3 separate regions of the Mus musculus genome follow, and all the other regions are linked to region 3. The links are chromatin contacts, called in public Hi-C maps. All regions are on one chromosome and are shown on one strand. The core of a region is the stretch at or near the end of the contact, and the rest is flanking DNA. Distances in the headings are between cores, read along the strand shown.

Region 1 (2,908 bases), core at 187-2,686, 1.2 Mb before region 3:
CAGATCTCATACACCTCATGAAAGCACCACAAAAGTTAAGCAATAAAAAATGGACAACACACAGAAGTACAGGCCTCCATGCTCAGCTTGCTCTCCTTGCTCTGAGGATAATCAATTCTGTGTCTTTTCTTTATGTTCATGTCACCCTAGACAGTGGAGTTTAGCTTTGCCCATCTTTAAACATTATATGGAGGGAATCACACTGCCTCCTTCTCTTTTCTGTTCAACATTTTATCTTCCATGTCTACTTTCATTGCTCTATAAAAAGTGATGTGGCTCTGCCTGTTGTTCATCCTATGGCTAAAGGGCTCTGGTTGTTTCAGTTTGGGCAGGCTAAGGTCAATGCTAATCTGCTTGTCTAAAGTGCTATGATGGTAGAAATGTATGTACACAGGCATCTAACCAGGTGAGGCATGAATCACTAGGGTTGGATTTGCTAGGCAGGCTCACCTCAGTTCTAGTGAGTTCTTCCCAAAGTGCCTTGTCACAGCAAAGCATTCTCCTTATAGCATATAAGGATTCAAGTGGTCCCTGTTTTTGCTAACCTTAGTTTGCCTGACTTTCTAACTTGGCCCTGAAACGGGTGCACTGTCCTGGTTTGTCACAGCCTTGTTGGTTATTTTCCTGATGAATTATAAGGTTGAGTAGTTTTTCCCTTACGGTTACTGCCTCTGGTTTTCTTGGTGGGCGATTCCTTCCCAAGCCTGTGGCTTTCTGTAGATTATGTCTTCTTGCTGATTTGCTGTTCTCAGAACTGGAGCATCGGTGCGCTTGGGCTTATTATAATCATTGTCACGTTGTGTTTAAACCTACCCTCTGATTTTATTTAGGCTTTCTACTGCTCCACCTAATATGATATTTTTTTTCTGACTCATTTGCATCTTTACTTAGGGTTCAATTTGTTCACAGCTAACAGCCCTTAATCTGCCCTTAGTCTTGAGGGTTGACGTCAGGAGACAAAGGTTAAGTAGTTGCCCGTAGCAAGTCAGCATATTCAGAGCTGGGAAATATGTCAGCCACTTACCCCAGTCCCCTCCCCAGTCCCTTCTCTGCTCTGCTAGCAATAAGCCTCTGCAGTTCCTTCCCAACAGCTCTGCTTCAGGCCCAGCCTGGATTGTCTTTCTCTGTAATTAAAGCATCAGACAGAAGAAAGGCCCCACCCTGTTCTGTACCTAGCCAGTTCCCGTTTTCCCCCAGGGGCTGGAATGAAATTTCTGCACTGAGTTTCCCAGTGCAGCTTGGGCTTCCAGATGAAGTGTTATAAGGTTCTAATTAGGACGAACAACAGTAGTTCCTTGAAGTACCAAGGCCTAGTAACACTCTGCAGAAGGAGACAGTTAAGGTGATGGGAGTTCCGGTTAAAGATGTCATGCAGCACCAGGCATCCAGCAGATGGTCACTGAGTCACACTGTGGGTGAGCAGCTGAGCTGACACCATGAGCATGGAAGGAACAAGTGTGTGAAGAGCTTCACTGGATGGGAGGAGGGATATAAAAACAGGACCAACAAAGGTGACGCTTTGTTGGAAAATGATCACACCATCCTAGGCTCCACCCCTCTCTGCTTTGAGCTGACTTGCTTAACCTCTGTGAACCTTGGTTCTGAGATCAGGTCAGAGTATACATGAGCTCTTTGGCTTAAATTTTTTTTTCCCATGCATTTTCTTTCCAGTCTGACAATCACTATCCTGTGAGGTGTGCAGGATGCATAATCATAGTAATTACAAGAGTACACCATAATATATACCTTTAATTGAGTCCTGCTACTCTGAGGCAAGTAATGTATTAAGCACTTTCCATACATTATCTACTTTAATCTTGACGTCAGTCCTGCCAGACAGGTATTGTAATCTTAATTTTACAGATGAACATACCGAGTCTAGTAGAAGTTCCCCAGCTTGTCCAAGATCATAGTTACTGGATGATCCATGATGAAACCCAAGACTGTTGGCTGGGTGTGGTGGTGCTTGCCTTTAACCCCAGCACTGGAGAGGTAAAGACAGGTAAACTTCTATACATTCAAGACCAGGCTGGCCTTGTTTTTGTGAGTTCCAAGCCAGCCAGGGATACCCAGTGAGACCCTGTCTCAATAACACCAACAACGAAACAAATAAACCAACAAACAAAACACAAACATTGACAACAAACAGCAAACAAACAAACCCGGAGACTACACTGGGTTTGCACCAAATATGGTTATCTTTTTAAATATTGCAGTATTAGGTTTTCCACATGAAAACAAAACAAAAAAGGCAGAGAGAACTCAGGTCGTTTTTTGTTCACAGTCCCCCCAGGCAGGACACTGTAAAGAGTGTGCAGACAGCCTCTCCAAGTTCAGGGTACGTGCAAGTCACCAGGGAGTGTGCAGACAGCCTCTCCAAGTTCAGGGTACGTGCAAGTCACCAGGGAGTGTGCAGACAGACTCTCCAAGTTCAGGGTACGTGCAAGTCACCAGGGAGTGTGCAGACAGCCTCTCCAAGTTCAGGGTACGTGCAAGTCACCAGGGAGTGTGCAGACAGCCTCTCCAAGTTCAGGGTACGTGACAGCCTCTCCAAGTTCAGGGTACGTGCAAGTCACCAGGGAGTGTGCAGACAGCCTCTCCAAGTTCAGGGTACATGCAAGTCACCAGGGAGTGTGCAGACAGCCTCTCCAAGTTCAGGGTACGTGCAAGTCACCAGGGAGTGTGCAGACAGCCTCTCCAAGTTCAGGGTACGTGCAAGTCACCAGGGAGTGTACAGACAGCCTCTCCAAGTTCAGGGTACGTGCAAGTCACCAGGGATCCTGCAGGTCTGGACAAGGCTGTGATTTTTGCATTTCTACCAAGGCTCCAGCAGATGCTGTCCCTCCTGGTCATAAGAGTGCACTTTTAGTGGCAAAGACCTAGAACGTACTGTTTTCTGACCTTTGGT
Region 2 (3,058 bases), core at 76-2,575, 1.3 Mb before region 3:
TATAGCTTGAGTAGGTTTCACATGGCCTTGAATAGGCTCACTATTGCCATGTTGGGGAGCAGTTAGCCGGGGTGGAGGGTTGGGGGGCTGCTTATGTCGATGTCTATAGTCTTAGAAGCAGCTGAGACTGAAGGAGCCCCCTTCTCTCTTACTCTCAGAGGCTAGCCTGGGCTTGCTCCAAGACAGCATTGTATGAAGTTGGAGGGGGTTGGGGTGGTCCGCGGCTGAAGCTGAAGGCATGGACGTTAGCTTTATTTTTGTGTCTTCCTTCTCTTCTCTTCTCTTCTCTTCTCTTCTCTTCTCTTCTCTTCTCTTCTCTTCTCTCTCTCTCTCTCTCTCTCTCTCTTCTTTCTTTCTTTCTTTCTTTCTTTCTTTCTTTCTTTCTTTCTTTCTTTCTTTCTTTCTTTCTTCCTTTAACAGATCTTGCCTGAGTTTATTTGTAAGAACAGCATAGGACACTGGTCATCTGCAAATAGTGTGTGGGGAGGTGTGTCACAACAGTCCGTCTGTCTTCACACTGGCAGGAGCCTTTTCTATGGGGCCTTCACAGGGCACCTTTGGGGGTCTGGGCTGGAGTTGAAGCCTGGGCCTTAGCTGGAGCTTTGGCCCCTGCCTTGGTTTGAACCTTAGACTTCGGTTGGCAGAGCCTCTGACCCTTGGCCATGTAGCTTTGAATCCGCCTCCCAAGCTTAGGGTGAGCGATGAAAGCCAGCCACTTGAGTTTAGGGCCTTTTGGCATCTTGGGCTTGATGGCCTGAGGCTTCACCAGGGCCTTGATGGCCTCTGCGCACGCATTCACTGCCTTTGCATTGCTGGCCTGCATCTTCTCCAGGCCTTTCTTGTTGTGCTTCTTGGCAAAGTACATGTTGCCCAGGAACTCGGGGTCAACCTCCTAAGAGATTCGTATCTTTGTGACCAGGGTTTCTTGATGCCATTTCTGTGCCATTTGCGGGACTGGTTGTGTGTGGTGTGGTTCTTGGACTTGGCCGTGTCTGCACGGTAACCCGCGGCTCCTGCAGCGCCTGGGACCGGAAGAACGTGTCTTCCTTTTCAAAACCCAAGTGGGATGCAGGTCCAGATCAAAGCTGGGGAATGTAGATTCCCCTCTTATGGGAAGAGCTTCGAAGCACTTATATTTAACCTTCCAGGCAACCATTACTGTCATTACAAACATTCCCTAGAGCAGCATTCAGTACAGGTGTGTTGAAGTACCACCTCCGCCATAAATTTAAAGGGTGACTCAACTCCTGGAGGTCGAATGGACAGCTGTCTCTGCTTTACTTAATTTTTGTTTTGACCACCAGATGGAGGCATTGTTCAATGTGCCTTGCATCATTCAAGAACAGCACCAAATTCCACCCTCAAACACCCTGAAAGCCATGCAAATCCTGGGTCTCTACCTGGCTGCCTTCTTGTTTTCAGAAAGGAAGAGGCTTGTTGCTCTCTCCCAGGCGCAGCACTGCCTCTCTCCTCCCTCTGGGTGATTCTCCCATCCACCTCTTTAGGTCTTCCTCTTTAGGCCAACTGAAGATGGGCCCGTTTGGCTTCCCTAGGAAATGCCGGAGACCCTCCTCCTTTCCCGCCCACTCCTGCACGAAGTGCTTGCTGGTTCTCCTCCACATTCATTTTGAGCTGGTTTTGTTTATCTTGCACCCTGAACCCACAAGCCAGAAGAAGGGGTGGTTGCACTTCCAAACCCTGAGTGTCTCTAAAGCTCTCTCCTGCTGTGTCTGGTGGCTTGTGGGCTGGAAAAGGGACAAATGTCTCACTCAAGCTCAGACCTCCAGCTTGCAAGTCAAGCATGCCTCTTTTTCAACTTGGTAAGCAAATATTAGGCCTAGGGGAGCAGGGAGGTCTGTGATGTGAAATAGCTATCTTTTTCTCCCATCATTGTAAATAACTTAGAATAACCAAACCTCAGGATTTTTACCTTTTCTTCTAATTGCTAAGACCACTCTTTCCCACCTATATTTATGGTAACATTTGGAAAAGGAATAAATGTTGTTCCTTAAAACAAACAAACAAACAAACAAAAAAACCAAAAAATGGGGTTGAGAGATGGCTCAGTGGTTAAGAACACTTGCTGCTCTTGCTGAGGATCTGTGTTCGGTTCCCAGCACCCACATGATGTGCACAACTATCCATAAGTGCAGCTCTGGGGATCTGATGCCCTTTTCTGGACTCCGAGGGCACTAGATAAGCACGTGGGCACATAAAATAAGATATAAGTAAAATAAGGTTACCACCTTATTATGGTACCTTAAAGACACACACACACACACACATACACACACAGAGAGAGACAGAGACAGAGAGAGAATGAGAGAGAGAGAGAGAGAGAGAGGTGTCATGTGATTTTGCTACAACTATCCCACTGAGTTGGGAACAAAGATTCATTGTAATAAAGCAAGCACTATTGGGCTCACTCATGACCTGAACATTGAAATTATAGCTATTGATTTTATTACTGTGGTATAAATAACTCTACACCATGTTGTCTTTATGACCTGTGCAAGTCTTAGAAACAATAGTGTGTGCACAAAGTAAAGATATCTGATTAAGTCCTAGAGTTTAGTCTACGGTATGTTGTCAATGACAATTTCTTTGTCTCACTGATCTGATGACAGAAATTCTCTCTTACTTAGGAGCTTTCATTCTGAGGCTCCATGGATGCCTAGAACCACTGGCTAATTCTGAGCTCTCATCATGTACATTTTCCTATACATACATACACACATACATGTATATATACTTATGATAAGGTTTTACTTATTTATTATTATTATTATTATTATTATTATTATTATTATTATTATTATTATTATTTGGTATTTCAAGACAGAGTTTTCTCTGTATAGCCCTGGCTGTCCTGGAACTCACTCTGTAGACCAGGCTGGCCTCGAACTCAGAAATCCTCCTGCCTCTGCCTCCCAAGTGCTGGGATTAAAGGTGTGGGCCACCATTGCCCAGCTGATAAAGTTTTACTTAACACATAAGAGATCAATAATAAGTAGAAACAAAATGAAACAGTTATAAAATAAACTATTGAAATTGCCAG
Region 3 (2,853 bases), core at 27-2,526:
CAAAGGTAGGGCCTATCATTTCAAAACACTACAGTTATCTATGGATAAAAATCTGCATTCAACTGTGCAGTTTTCTTCTAGATCTGAATTAAAACCTTTATTATTTACCCCAATTTTAATTTTTTAATTTCTCTATTAATTCTGCTACTCTCAGTTTTAAAAAGGCCAGGGTTGTGGTAGATCCTTCATGAGGAAGGCACTGCAGCCAGCTTCCTGTGCTTGCTCTCTCCAGTGAGGAAAGATACCCGAGCACACCACAGTGCATCGTGAGCGATACAAAAAGCATGCAGCCTGCCTGCCACTGTTGTGACTTTTGGTCTGCTTAAAGAACAATGAATGTAGTTTCTGAAAAGGTTTTCCACGGCATGCAGTGTCCCAGAGGGGAAAAGGTCCTGAGGTCCAAACAGTTTGGGAAATGCTACGTGCATCAGTCTGTGTACTATCAGATGCAGTCCTGTCCGCACCGCAGGGCACTGCAGGGCACTGCATGTTCCCACGGATCCCCATCTCAGGGCATCACGATACTGCAGGAACCAAGGCGGCAGGACAGGAACTCCAGTCCTAGCTTCTATTCCCTGCCATCCATCCCAGATATACTTTTCTGCATTCGGCCTCCTGACGTCCACAGTTTAAGAGAGTCAGGAAGGCTAGAGTGTGTTCCTGGCTGAATGGACATAACACTTGTTTTGCCTTCATTTTTCCTTAGGATTTGGAAAGCAAATGCCCCTCCCCCTCTGGCTTACTTGGCTTGGCCTCACTTAAAAGCAGAGTGCAGCTTCATATTGCTTAGTATTAGGTTTTTATTTATTAAACTTGACTCACAGTCTTCCCCTGAAGGGCATGCATTTCAACTTGACAGAAATGCAGTAGAGTAAACTGTAATAAATTATATACAAGCACCTAGTTTGTTTAATCGTTCGAGGAAGCCACCCACTGCTGGAAAACAAGGGGAATGTTTCTATTAGGGAACAGGGCTACCTGGAAGCCTTATTGTGATGCTTTTTGTCTTTCATAATGAGGCACTGAAGAATGAGTTGTGCTAAAATTAACTCAAGGGTCAGCTTGTCAGGAAGAGCATAACTTTGGTTGAGATTTTTCTTCCATAAGAAAGGTTTCAAAGCACCAGTTAATTATGAAAAGCGTGCGTGCCTATCCTCACAGTGAGTTAATTGTCAGGCAACAGCAAGTCTGACTGCAGTTCTTAAAGTAACACCTACCAAAAGGGAGAGCACGGCAAGGGACGTGGGACGCACACGTCTCTGCGCAAGCTGGGGAGCAGCGCTCATTTGCAGAGCTGACAAGCAGGGCAGCAACACCCACTGGCAGACAGATCAGAGGAAGCCACCTACAGTTTCCATTTAGAGGGAAAAAAAAAAAAACAGAGACCAATAAAATGCTTGAGTCCCCACAGATAAACCCAAGGGAGTACACCAGCCTCTCTGGGTGTCCCCCAAGTACAGCCAAGGGAAGTGCCAGCCTAGTTAGGGGAGCAGAGGCTAAAGGTGAGCATCTCACTGCACACCAAAGTCGCTACAGTTGACAGAAGTGAAGCAAAGGAAAAGGAGGTGTGACATGCACAAGGCAAGGGCGGAGGTCACCACAGCACAGTATTATTGCTATGCGCTCCAGACCAGCCACGCCATGCTCTGTGTAACACCAGGCAGGCCCACCCTCCCCCAACACACACGTCACTCATAGGATACAGTTAGTGTTTGAAATTCAAGTTCAGGAAAGTACAAACCTCATCCCTAATACTTTTATCAATTCAAATCATCTATACAACACTCATCAGAAAAATTCATAATTCCGTAAAATCATATATATGGACAGTGAACAATTAGAGACTGCATTGTCACGTGATCTTGAAATCTGCCATAATCACCACAAATAACTAACAGTTATGCTCCCCGCTCATGAGAAAGGCACCTACCCACTACAACAGAGGTGCTTTCACAATCACTCGCCTTTACATGGCAGGAAGTTTGGGTATGTGGCCCACATAAATGTCCTTGCCTCCAACCACCTGCCACTCAGCTGGGTCACTGTGCATGCTACACAGGCTGCACAGTGCGCCATCTGGGTACAAGCCATACACTAGCCACAGCACAGCACCCAGTGAGTGAGCAGTGTCTGGAACCCCTGGGTCAGCAGTTTGTAGCCAGAGTGCCACACGCCAGTGATCACTGCAGCCGAGCTCCTCAAAAGCAGCAGGTGTCAATCACTCAAAGGTATCAGCAACAGGGACTCTAAACACTGGTCATTACAGCTCAAAGGCACTCTTGTCACGTGAGCACAGCCTTTAATGCCACCTTCCTGGCCAAGCACAGCTCACCCTTGCCAACCAGAGTCACCTCCTGATGCTGGCTCTTTCCTCAGCCTCTCACCTCCTGACTGCAGTGTCATCTGCTTTCAGGCAGCTACTCAGATACATCTTGAGTGTGCCGGCGCAGGACAACATTGCTCCTTAGTAAAGCAGTTGAGAGGAAAGGGCTCACATACAAACCATAACTTCTGTTGACAGCGATAATGGAGACAGAGAATGGATGGCCCAATTATTTTAAAGGAAACATTATTACTTACTATATAAGAGTCAGTTCTACAAACACCTCAATGTCCATCACAGTAACTAGCCTGAAAAGTTGTACTTAAAATGTGAACCTTTAATAAACTCCAAAATAACTTACTGAGATTTCACCTATAACCTAGTGATCATGAATCACAGATGGCACTGGCCCTGAGTGCTCTGCGCAGGCCACTGCGTCTGTGTTGGGAGGAGCGCAGGTCCACGGGGGCAGAAGGCACGTGTCTTCCTGGAAGTCTCCTCGGGGTAGGGCAGGCTGGGCCATGCCAGGA

The links. A called contact is a pair of places that touch in the nucleus more often than the background predicts.
Region 1: a contact with region 3 is called in a Hi-C map of cerebral cortex, with 3 times the contacts expected there. The contact joins two enhancer-like sites. A contact is called at or near these places in 1 of 39 promoter capture datasets (cranial neural crest), 1 of 15 datasets of contacts at CTCF or cohesin (large pre-B cells), 4 of 484 Hi-C or Micro-C datasets (cerebellum, cerebral cortex, muscle stem cells and 1 more), 4 of 115 datasets of contacts at active chromatin or transcription factors (astrocytes, embryonic stem cells and large pre-B cells) and 1 of 9 other capture datasets (embryonic stem cells).
Region 2: a contact with region 3 is called in a Hi-C map of cortical neurons, with 4 times the contacts expected there. The contact joins two enhancer-like sites. A contact is called at or near these places in 1 of 39 promoter capture datasets (embryonic stem cells), 6 of 15 datasets of contacts at CTCF or cohesin (the NIH/3T3 cell line, hippocampal excitatory neurons, large pre-B cells and 2 more), 99 of 484 Hi-C or Micro-C datasets (the AML12 cell line, the AtT-20 cell line, B cells and 61 more), 3 of 115 datasets of contacts at active chromatin or transcription factors (astrocytes, embryonic forebrain and embryonic stem cells) and 1 of 9 other capture datasets (embryonic stem cells).

The regions. Positions count from the first base shown.
Region 1 is chr19:53,835,700-53,838,607 of GRCm38.p6, forward strand. The region is part of intron 7 of Rbm20 (RNA binding motif protein 20); the gene reads left to right. Among named protein-coding and RNA genes, the nearest start is that of Gm16299, 12 kb to the left of the region's middle. Within about 2 kb of position 1,437, at least 52 of the 459 cell types and tissues checked have an H3K27ac peak or open chromatin away from gene starts, as enhancers often do. A contact at or near this core is called in cerebral cortex, where this site is marked.
Region 2 is chr19:53,767,341-53,770,398 of GRCm38.p6, forward strand. The region is part of intron 1 of Rbm20 (RNA binding motif protein 20); the gene reads left to right. It overlaps Gm30890 (a long non-coding RNA gene), which reads right to left. Exons shown (of 2, transcript XR_877920.2): 2 at 3,025-3,058. Among named protein-coding and RNA genes, the nearest start is that of Gm30943, 15 kb to the left of the region's middle. Within about 2 kb of position 1,326, at least 16 of the 459 cell types and tissues checked have an H3K27ac peak or open chromatin away from gene starts, as enhancers often do. A contact at or near this core is called in cortical neurons, where this site is marked.
Region 3 is chr19:55,068,000-55,070,852 of GRCm38.p6, forward strand. Gpam (glycerol-3-phosphate acyltransferase, mitochondrial) reads right to left here. Exons shown (of 21, transcript NM_008149.4): 21 at 1-2,853. Among named protein-coding and RNA genes, the nearest start is that of Gpam, 30 kb to the right of the region's middle. Within about 2 kb of position 1,277, at least 8 of the 459 cell types and tissues checked have an H3K27ac peak or open chromatin away from gene starts, as enhancers often do. A contact at or near this core is called in cerebral cortex and cortical neurons, where this site is marked.